2 separate regions of the Zea mays genome follow, and region 2 is linked to region 1. A link is a contact called in public Hi-C data. All regions are on one chromosome and are shown on one strand. The core of a region is the stretch at or near the end of the contact, and the rest is flanking DNA. Distances in the headings are between cores, read along the strand shown. Region 1 holds the start of LOC100276139. Region 2 has its middle 23 kb from the start of LOC100279200.

Region 1 (3,967 bases), core at 697-3,196:
GATGCAAAACATTTTTAAAATGTTAGGCAATATGGCATTCGTGAACATCATCAGTTAAGTTAAAAAACGAAATAGAAATATTTTATCTACTAATGACCAAAATCTGGGATCCCCCCCCCCCCCACACACACAGCAATTGGTTCTTCTAATGACATGTATCTACAATTCGGTCGATTACAGTTGGCCTTTCAAAAATTCTCAATTGGTTCCCATGAAATGTGTATGTACAATTTATGCAGTAGCTTTTGATCTTCTTCCACTGAAGATTTCTAAACATCAACACATGCCACATGTATGAAGATAGGCAAGTTGAAATAAGACTATGAACAAAAATAGAACCAGGATGTGATCCTTCCGATCCTTAATTAGTGCCTTGGTTCTTTCTATGCCATAGTATTGTAATATGTTACTAATCAGTCATTTCTTGCTGCTTTGTGCCTTTGTCTCTAATTCTTTTATCAGAAAATTCAAATCTCATGGTTAACATGGCTTGTTCTTGTTGTGTCATCTTTCCCACCCATTTCCTGTTAAATTTGTCTAACTCCTGATTGGGTAAGGCCGTAAGGGCAATGTGGGTATGGACAAATTGGATAAGGGTGGAAGCATGGAATCGATGTTCAAATAAGGGTGGATACTATAGTGTGGTACCATAGCTCATGAGCCCAGTTTAGCAAAGAGTTGGTTTAGAAAATAGAATTGGTTTGTTAGAAAAGGAGAGTCCAAATCTATAAGGATTCCTTCTCTAGTTTGTTCGATGGCGAAGTCCTCTAAGGACTATAAATATATCGGCAATGTAACTATTTTAAGGTATGAAAGACAATTATCTTGCTTGGCCCAAGGGCCATCTTTAACGCCTCTTTCTCGTTCGTCTACTCCTTGTGTGTGACTATGGCTCTTGTGCGCCGCTTGGGGTATACGCCCTGCCATCAATCTCCTATCCATATAACTTACACTGCCACAATATGCATTACCATCTATCATTTTAAAACTAATTTATTAGATTGGCTGTGTATGGCCATGGACATCCGACCTGTGCCTGTGGTGTGTGTGTGTGCACCTATAGAAACATGTGTGCCGCCTATCCCAAATGGATGAAAACGAGCTTTCTGATTGGCTGATTAGGCCTGGTCATACTCATACATGTGTCAGACACATAGCAGTGCTCCTGATTTATCTATGCAATATGCCTACTGAGAAATGTGGAAAATACCTGAGGCTCTCAAACAATGTAAGAAACATTTCACGACAGAGCTATCTGCGGAAGTGATAAACAAGTAAAATCCTAAATTGTGCTCATGCGGTAGTACAACGGAAGGATAAGATGATAATACAACAGTCAAACATTTCAAAATATTCAGAATATTCAGGACATTCGCCATCATCACCGGGCAAATTTCAAAACAGAACAGAAAAAACAGCAGCATAGTGTTCAGCTCGTGTTCCATCAATACCAGAAGTCCAGAACATTCAGGACCGCACATTGTGGCCATCTTATTGGAACCAAATCAGAGGCAGCCGAGAGTTCGAGAGGACCTGAGACGCGCGGATCACTCGGCCTGGGTGTCGGCAGCGGCGAGCTCCTGCTGCTGGAGGCGCTCGAGCGCCTTCTGGTGCGCCCACGTCTCGATTGTAAGGTCGGGCTTCGCGTTGAGGCCGACGCCGAGGATGACGACGGTGAGGAAGGAGGTCACGTAGCAGGGCAGCTCCCAATCCTCCCACTTGCGAGATTCCCCCGGAGGCGGCGGCGGCCGGTTGAAGAGGTACCCCTTGGGGCGCTCCTCGTGACCTGGGGTCGTCCACCGCCCGGCCCCCTCGCCGCCGCCGCCGCGAACGCGCGCTGCCCCGCGCAGCCGTGCCCGCAGCATACCATTAACCGCCGACGACATCGCCCGCATCGGTGCGCGTCGAGATCGGAGAGGGGGGAAGAATTCGTCGATTTGGGTGCTTGTCGAGGACTCGAGGTTCGTTGCGCTGTGGAGACTGGCTGCGAGTTGGCCGGAGCCTGGAGGCGCTGAAAATGGGCTGGGCTTGGTTTGGGAGCGCTGGGCTGGGCTTAGCAGAAACTGCAGTTATTTTATGAGCTATTTTATGAGCTAGAATTGGTCTTTACGATTTGCTTGGATCTTGTAAGTAGCTTTCTCCTTCTCAAAAAGGAAAAAACATTTCCCCTTTTCCCATTGAAATGGATTCCTTCTTTCCTTTTCCTTTTGCATTGACTTTTCTTTTCAAAATCATATATTCGGTTTCGTTCATAGTTTTTCTATACACTATACTAATACAAAGAGACAATTCCTTATTTGACACTAGTAAAGTTCTTGGTTCATTTCTTGACCTTTAAAATATAAATCTTCTATATTTAACACTGTATGTAAATTTAGTTCACTACATTATATTAACTTTTATGTGAAAAATATGAGTTTACTCCTATTTAATATTATCCCAATAATTATCAGTGACAAATTTGGTCATTTTTATGGCTCCCACCTATCCACTTTAATCTATCGTGGTCTTTTGTGATCATTGTTGTCTGGTGATAATCCTTAGTATATTGACTTTGTGAAGGGCACATCTGAGTGTCCAATTTTTTATGTCTAATCTTGGTTCTCTTCGTTATTTTCTTGGGATCGAGGTCTCCTCCACGCCTGAAGGCTTCTATCTATCTCAAAAAGTACATTCAGAGGCTTCATGATTATGCTTCTCTTACTAACCACCATACCTTTGAGACTCCCATGGAGCTTAATATTTATCTTAGTGCCACTGATAGTGAGCCTCTTATTGATCCTATCCTATCCGCTATCGTCACATGGTTTGAAGTCTTGTTTATCTTTGGTGTCACTAATATTTATGTTTTTATGTTTCTTGTTCTTGGCATATTCTTAGTCAATTTTGCGGCCTCCACTCTGCTCGACTATAGTCACCTTTGTGAGAAGGTCCAGTTAGTGATACAGATCATTAATTTACATTTTAAACACCTCAATAGCGCAGCCAGATATGACATCATGAATCTCTGGCATATACCTGAATAAAATGGTTAAAAATAACAAACAGGAATGAACCTACAGAACTTCTCCATAATTCTAATTGCAAGTTCGCGTACAGCAATGTCATGAGTTGATGTAATTATAAATCTGAGTCACTAACGTGAGAAGGTCCAGTTAGTGATACAGATCATTAATTTACATTTTAAACACCTCAATAGCGCGGCCAGATATGACATGATGAATCTCTGGCATATACCTGAATGAAATGGTTAAAAGTAACAAATAGGAATGAGCCTACAGAACTTCTCCATAATTCTAATTGCAAGTTCGCATAGCACTTTGAACATATGACCAAGTGTAGAACTCCTTTCCTCACACCACAAAAAGCATGATCCTTAGAACTGGATTATTCAGAACATTTGAATTTAGACAATATTAGACAGTCAAACAAATATCATGTACTCCCCTCCGTCCCGAAATATAGTTTTTTAACCCATTTTTTCTATCCACATTCATTCAAATGATACTAAATATAGACATACATGCAAACTGCATTCATATGTTACTTAATGAATATAAAATTAGTCTAAAACGAATTATATTTTGTAATGGAGGGAGTACATTATTGCAGCAGAATCATTATAAAATCACAAAGCAAACCACATTTGAACAATCAAACATACGAATTCAGATTTATAAAATTATTATAGCAAACCACACCAGTCCCTGCAGAAGCTTAAATGCTGTTGGGATTGCTTATTATTAACACATTTCAATATTTCACAAAAGAATCACCCCTTTATTCTGATAGATACACACGTAATACAACTGTGCCACTTAAATCTACTGAACATCCACTGACTGCCAGTCATGGAAAGACAGATTATCGATGGTTGATGGCCGGAAGAGGATAGGGTTAACATTCCAGCCCTTCAGGCTTCCTCTCGCCCATCTCATCCTCACGTTGTCAATCTCCAGACCGGAGA
Region 2 (3,967 bases), core at 1,099-3,598, 270 kb after region 1:
TGGTAACAGCACTGGGTGGCGGCATCATGGATGAATGGGATGAGGGAGGCGGACTGGCCGTCGATGGAGGGCGGCCCGCCTCGGGTGAGGTTGGCGTCGAGCGGCGTGGGCGGGTCGAGCCGCGTGGGGTCCCCCGCGTCCGCGGCCGCGCCCATCACGACCATAGCCTCCCCGGCGATGGGGGCAAGGTCACTCGGCACCGAGATGGCCGCTCCACGGATGCCCTGCAGGAGTGGGTCGGCGACAACCGGGTAGTACTCCCACTTGTAGTCAATCGCGTTGAAGCGCTTGTCGATCTCGGCGAGGATGACACGAGTCTGGTGCTCCAGCGCCTGGGTTAGGGCATCAATCGGTGATGAAGACATCATGGATGAGAGGGCCGAGGAACGTAGGAATCTGATACCAATTGTTAGCAGTGGGGAAGGGAATCCAGAGGATAGCAGGAGGAAGAGAGGTACACAACAAAGACGAAGAGAGGCAGTAGAACGGAGGTAGTTCAGAGTTTCAGAGATTTGTTCATTTGTTCGATAATCCCCTTTCACAAGACACAGACTCTTATTTATACCATCACGCCACCCTGACAAGCTAGACCCTATATCACAGCCACACACAACACTAGGTCCCACAGCCAGCGACACACTTACACCACTCTGGCCTTCTGGTACAAACGTTGGCACGACGCTCGCGATGAGGCTGCTTCCCATTCTCCTGTGTATGGTCCGACAGCATAAGATGTGTGACATTGTGCCTTGTCCGGCAACATAGGATGTGTGACAATCTATCGAGGAGAATTTTTTGTGGCAAGGAGAAAGGGGAGCACAAGAAAAAGTACCATCTTGTAAAAGGAATAGAGTTTGTGCTGATAAGGATAAAAGGTGACCTCGGTATAAAAAATCTAAAGCACTTAAACATAAGTTTGATGAGTAAATGGTGGTGGAAGCTGAAAAATGAGAAGGGAGTTTGGCAGGATATTATTAGGAAAAAATACCTGCAAAAGAAGAATATTCATGATGTTTCTCACACCCCCTCTGTCTCTCCTATTTGGCATGATCTGATTAAAGTGAAAAAAATATTATCTTATGGGTAGACAGGCGCAAAAGCAAGGAACAAAATAACAGCTGGGAGAGCAGGCAGAGCCATGCGTGGCTGCAGAATGTTCAGACCCTTCATATGCCTGCCTGGAAGGATGTCTGTCGTTCCAGGATGATGCAGATTTGTACTAAAATTACAGTGCCCACTACACTCGGCCAGGAAGTGTGTTTGAATTCTTCGTTTCAGAGGATGTACTTAGATTTTAGAGGGGTGACGGCGGGCGTGTGACGCTTTCGCTAATCTTTAATTTTACAGATCACAGCAGGGGCATGCATGTAGTCCTAGATGGCGTAGAATGTAGGTTTTGTCCGGGCTGTTGTTCAGGACAGGGATCACAAGGTGTGGTATTAGAAGGCCGATTAAATTAATCGAGCATGCAGATCAACAGATCGATGCATGTGAACTCGTAGTCCTTTCTGTCCACGCCCAGGTTGGGTTAGGTTACGTTAACCTGCTCATCCGACCTTGCTTCAACTAATCATAATCGGTGTTGCACTGTTGCTGGCTGCAGTAGCAACTCCAACGGCTAAGCAAGAAAAAGAAAAGAAAAGAAAAGAAAAAGAGCATCTCATCCGTATTGCAGGAGCATGACTCTGGATACAAGAATCCATGAAGCCAAGTGCTGAACCTCTGCCGTAGCAGAATTGCTGAAACCTGGTGGCTTTGGACCACATGGAAGATGGAACAAAGCCTAGCGGTGGTAACAAAACATGTTTGGAACGAACGTGTGGATTTCGCAGCAAGGAGTACGAACACAAGCTCAGCAAGGCGTTCTTGGCTTCTTGCACAAGCAGGGAAAACTTGCCGAGCAGCGTGACCTGCGCCTGACCTCTCGCTGCAGAGTGCTCGCCCAGCTCCTGCACACCGCTGGCCACACAGTGAGAGGTGACGCTGTTGCGCGAGCGCGAGCGGGGAGCCGGAGCCGCGGCTGACAGGGACAACTGCGCCGTAGCACCCGTATGGCCTATGGCGTACGGCACACGGGCGCCGGCATCGTATAGATCGCACACACGCCACAGCATCAGATGGAAGTATCTGTCGGGGCGGTGGTGCCGCGCCGTGCCGGCAGGCGGAAGCGGTACCACTACCATGCCGTGGTGGACTGGTGGTCACGCAAGAAGCGACGTATCGGCAATCAGCAGAGCAAGGCAGAGGAGACAAGGCTAGTCGATGATCAATCGCTGCGAGGGAGAGAAGTCGCCCACGCGGGCCAGCGCTCCTACTAGGCTAGCCCATGCCCACTGGGCCTGATGAATGAAGAAGGTCAAGAGAGGCGGAGAGGGAAAGTCGTGCTAGGCCTTGGAATCTGATGGGCCAGCGGTTGGGAAGGAAAGCTAGTAGGCCGAAAAGAGAGAGAGAGAGAGTGGGGAGGGCCAAGGGAACCTGGCCTTCGAGCCAGATAGAGAGAAGTGGGAAGTTTCTCTTTTTCCTTTTTTTGCTTTCCCATTTTAAAAACCATTTTAAAAAGAGATTTTTAAACCGATTGTCTTTTGTTTTGATTGGAACACAAACACACAATACAAAAAGTATAAATTCACCAGCATATATGCATAAACATGTTCCTAGCCTTATGGTTGGTTTTTTAAAAAAATTATAAAAAAACTAGTATATTTTCCAGGCTTGTACGCACACCTAAAAACCTTAATTATACCAAATCATTTTAAGAAAAGGGTTTAGGTTTAGTGTATTACATCGGCACCTCTAGCATGCCCTGCATGCATGAAAAACACAATCTGACTTGATCTCAACCTTTAATTTATTGTTGGTTTGATCCTATGGCAACGAAGGAACATCACATGGATCCATGGGCCCACCTAGAATAGCTATAAATACTCCTACCCCCTTCACTCTAATTCATGCTTACAAAGGATAAACTACTCTCTCTTAGCTTCTAAGTTCTATTAGTAGTAGTATGCAAAAGGGGAGAGAGAGTGAGGGAAGTCTTCTGGAGAAACACTCAAGTCTGTTAAGAATCTTCTCCAAGGTGTACCTTGGAAGATGTGCTCTTCCTGTAAGTAATATACCTTATATTCTTTTATAGTATTTGATATATGATTCTAGTTTAGTAGATATATAACTTGCGTGCATTCATTGGTACGCCGCTTTACCCAAGTTCTCTAGCTTCGCTAAGGGAACTTAGTGGGCCAAAGTTGGAGTAATGAGATATAGTGTAGATGCGGCGTCTAGATTATACCTTACCTGTGTATACTCCATGTTGCACTGATTGTATGTGATAGCTAGTAGATGGTGACAACCCTATCTAGATTTTTACTCCACCACTTGTTATGAGGCAGGTCATTAAAATGGTAGGGCCCATAAAAGGGTAGCCACTTCGGGAAGGGGTTATATCTATCGTTGTCTCATTTATTGCCCTCGTGAGCAAGAGCTATGGTAAATGATGTTATATTTACCTTATCTTGTCAAGTATCATAGCTATAAAGATCTTATATACCCTTTATACTAAACTCCTTGTATCATCACAGAGCAAACTTGATCCTTTGTTAGTTCACTTCATATTTCCCATGGAAATCGATACCTAAAATACTCTTAGTGAAGGCTACATTGACAACCATATGCTCATGATTTGCCCTTTGGCCACTTTAGGTGTCAACAATCTTTCTTGTATCATTACCAGGGAATGGTAGTTCTCTTAACATATAATTGAGTCATTTGTTATCTTTTTATCTATTATTTTCTTTATTCTTTTTTACACCATGGATCAAACATCTATGTTTGGAGCCTTCCATATGTCATCCAAAGCCATTTTGGTTGTTCATTATGAGATTCACCCTAGTCTCATAATGTAGGTTTGACCGACTACCTAGAGAAACTGACCCCACGTGCCATGTACTAGACAAGCTCCACCTTGAGTTAT

Evidence for each region. Hi-C and Micro-C count contacts between places; a contact is called where the count stands out from the background.
Region 2: a contact with region 1 is called in a Hi-C map of tassel, with 1.9 times the contacts expected there. The contact joins the enhancer-like site here to the promoter of LOC100276139 in region 1. A contact is called at or near these places in 3 of 25 Hi-C or Micro-C datasets (ear, endosperm and tassel).

The regions. Positions count from the first base shown.
Region 1 is chr7:138,176,946-138,180,912 of Zm-B73-REFERENCE-NAM-5.0, forward strand. It overlaps LOC100276139, which reads right to left and starts at 1,947. Exons shown (of 1, transcript NM_001149999.1): 1 at 1,326-1,947. The coding sequence starts at 1,895. The coding sequence ends at 1,548. It overlaps LOC100282589 (polygalacturonase), which reads right to left. Exons shown (of 3, transcript NM_001155497.2): 3 at 3,601-3,967. The coding sequence ends at 3,825.
Region 2 is chr7:138,445,268-138,449,234 of Zm-B73-REFERENCE-NAM-5.0, forward strand. No RefSeq gene overlaps it. Among protein-coding and RNA genes, the nearest start is that of LOC100279200, 23 kb to the left of the region's middle. Within about 2 kb of position 2,349, at least 19 of the 20 cell types and tissues checked have an H3K27ac peak or open chromatin away from gene starts, as enhancers often do. A contact at or near this core is called in ear, endosperm and tassel, where this site is marked.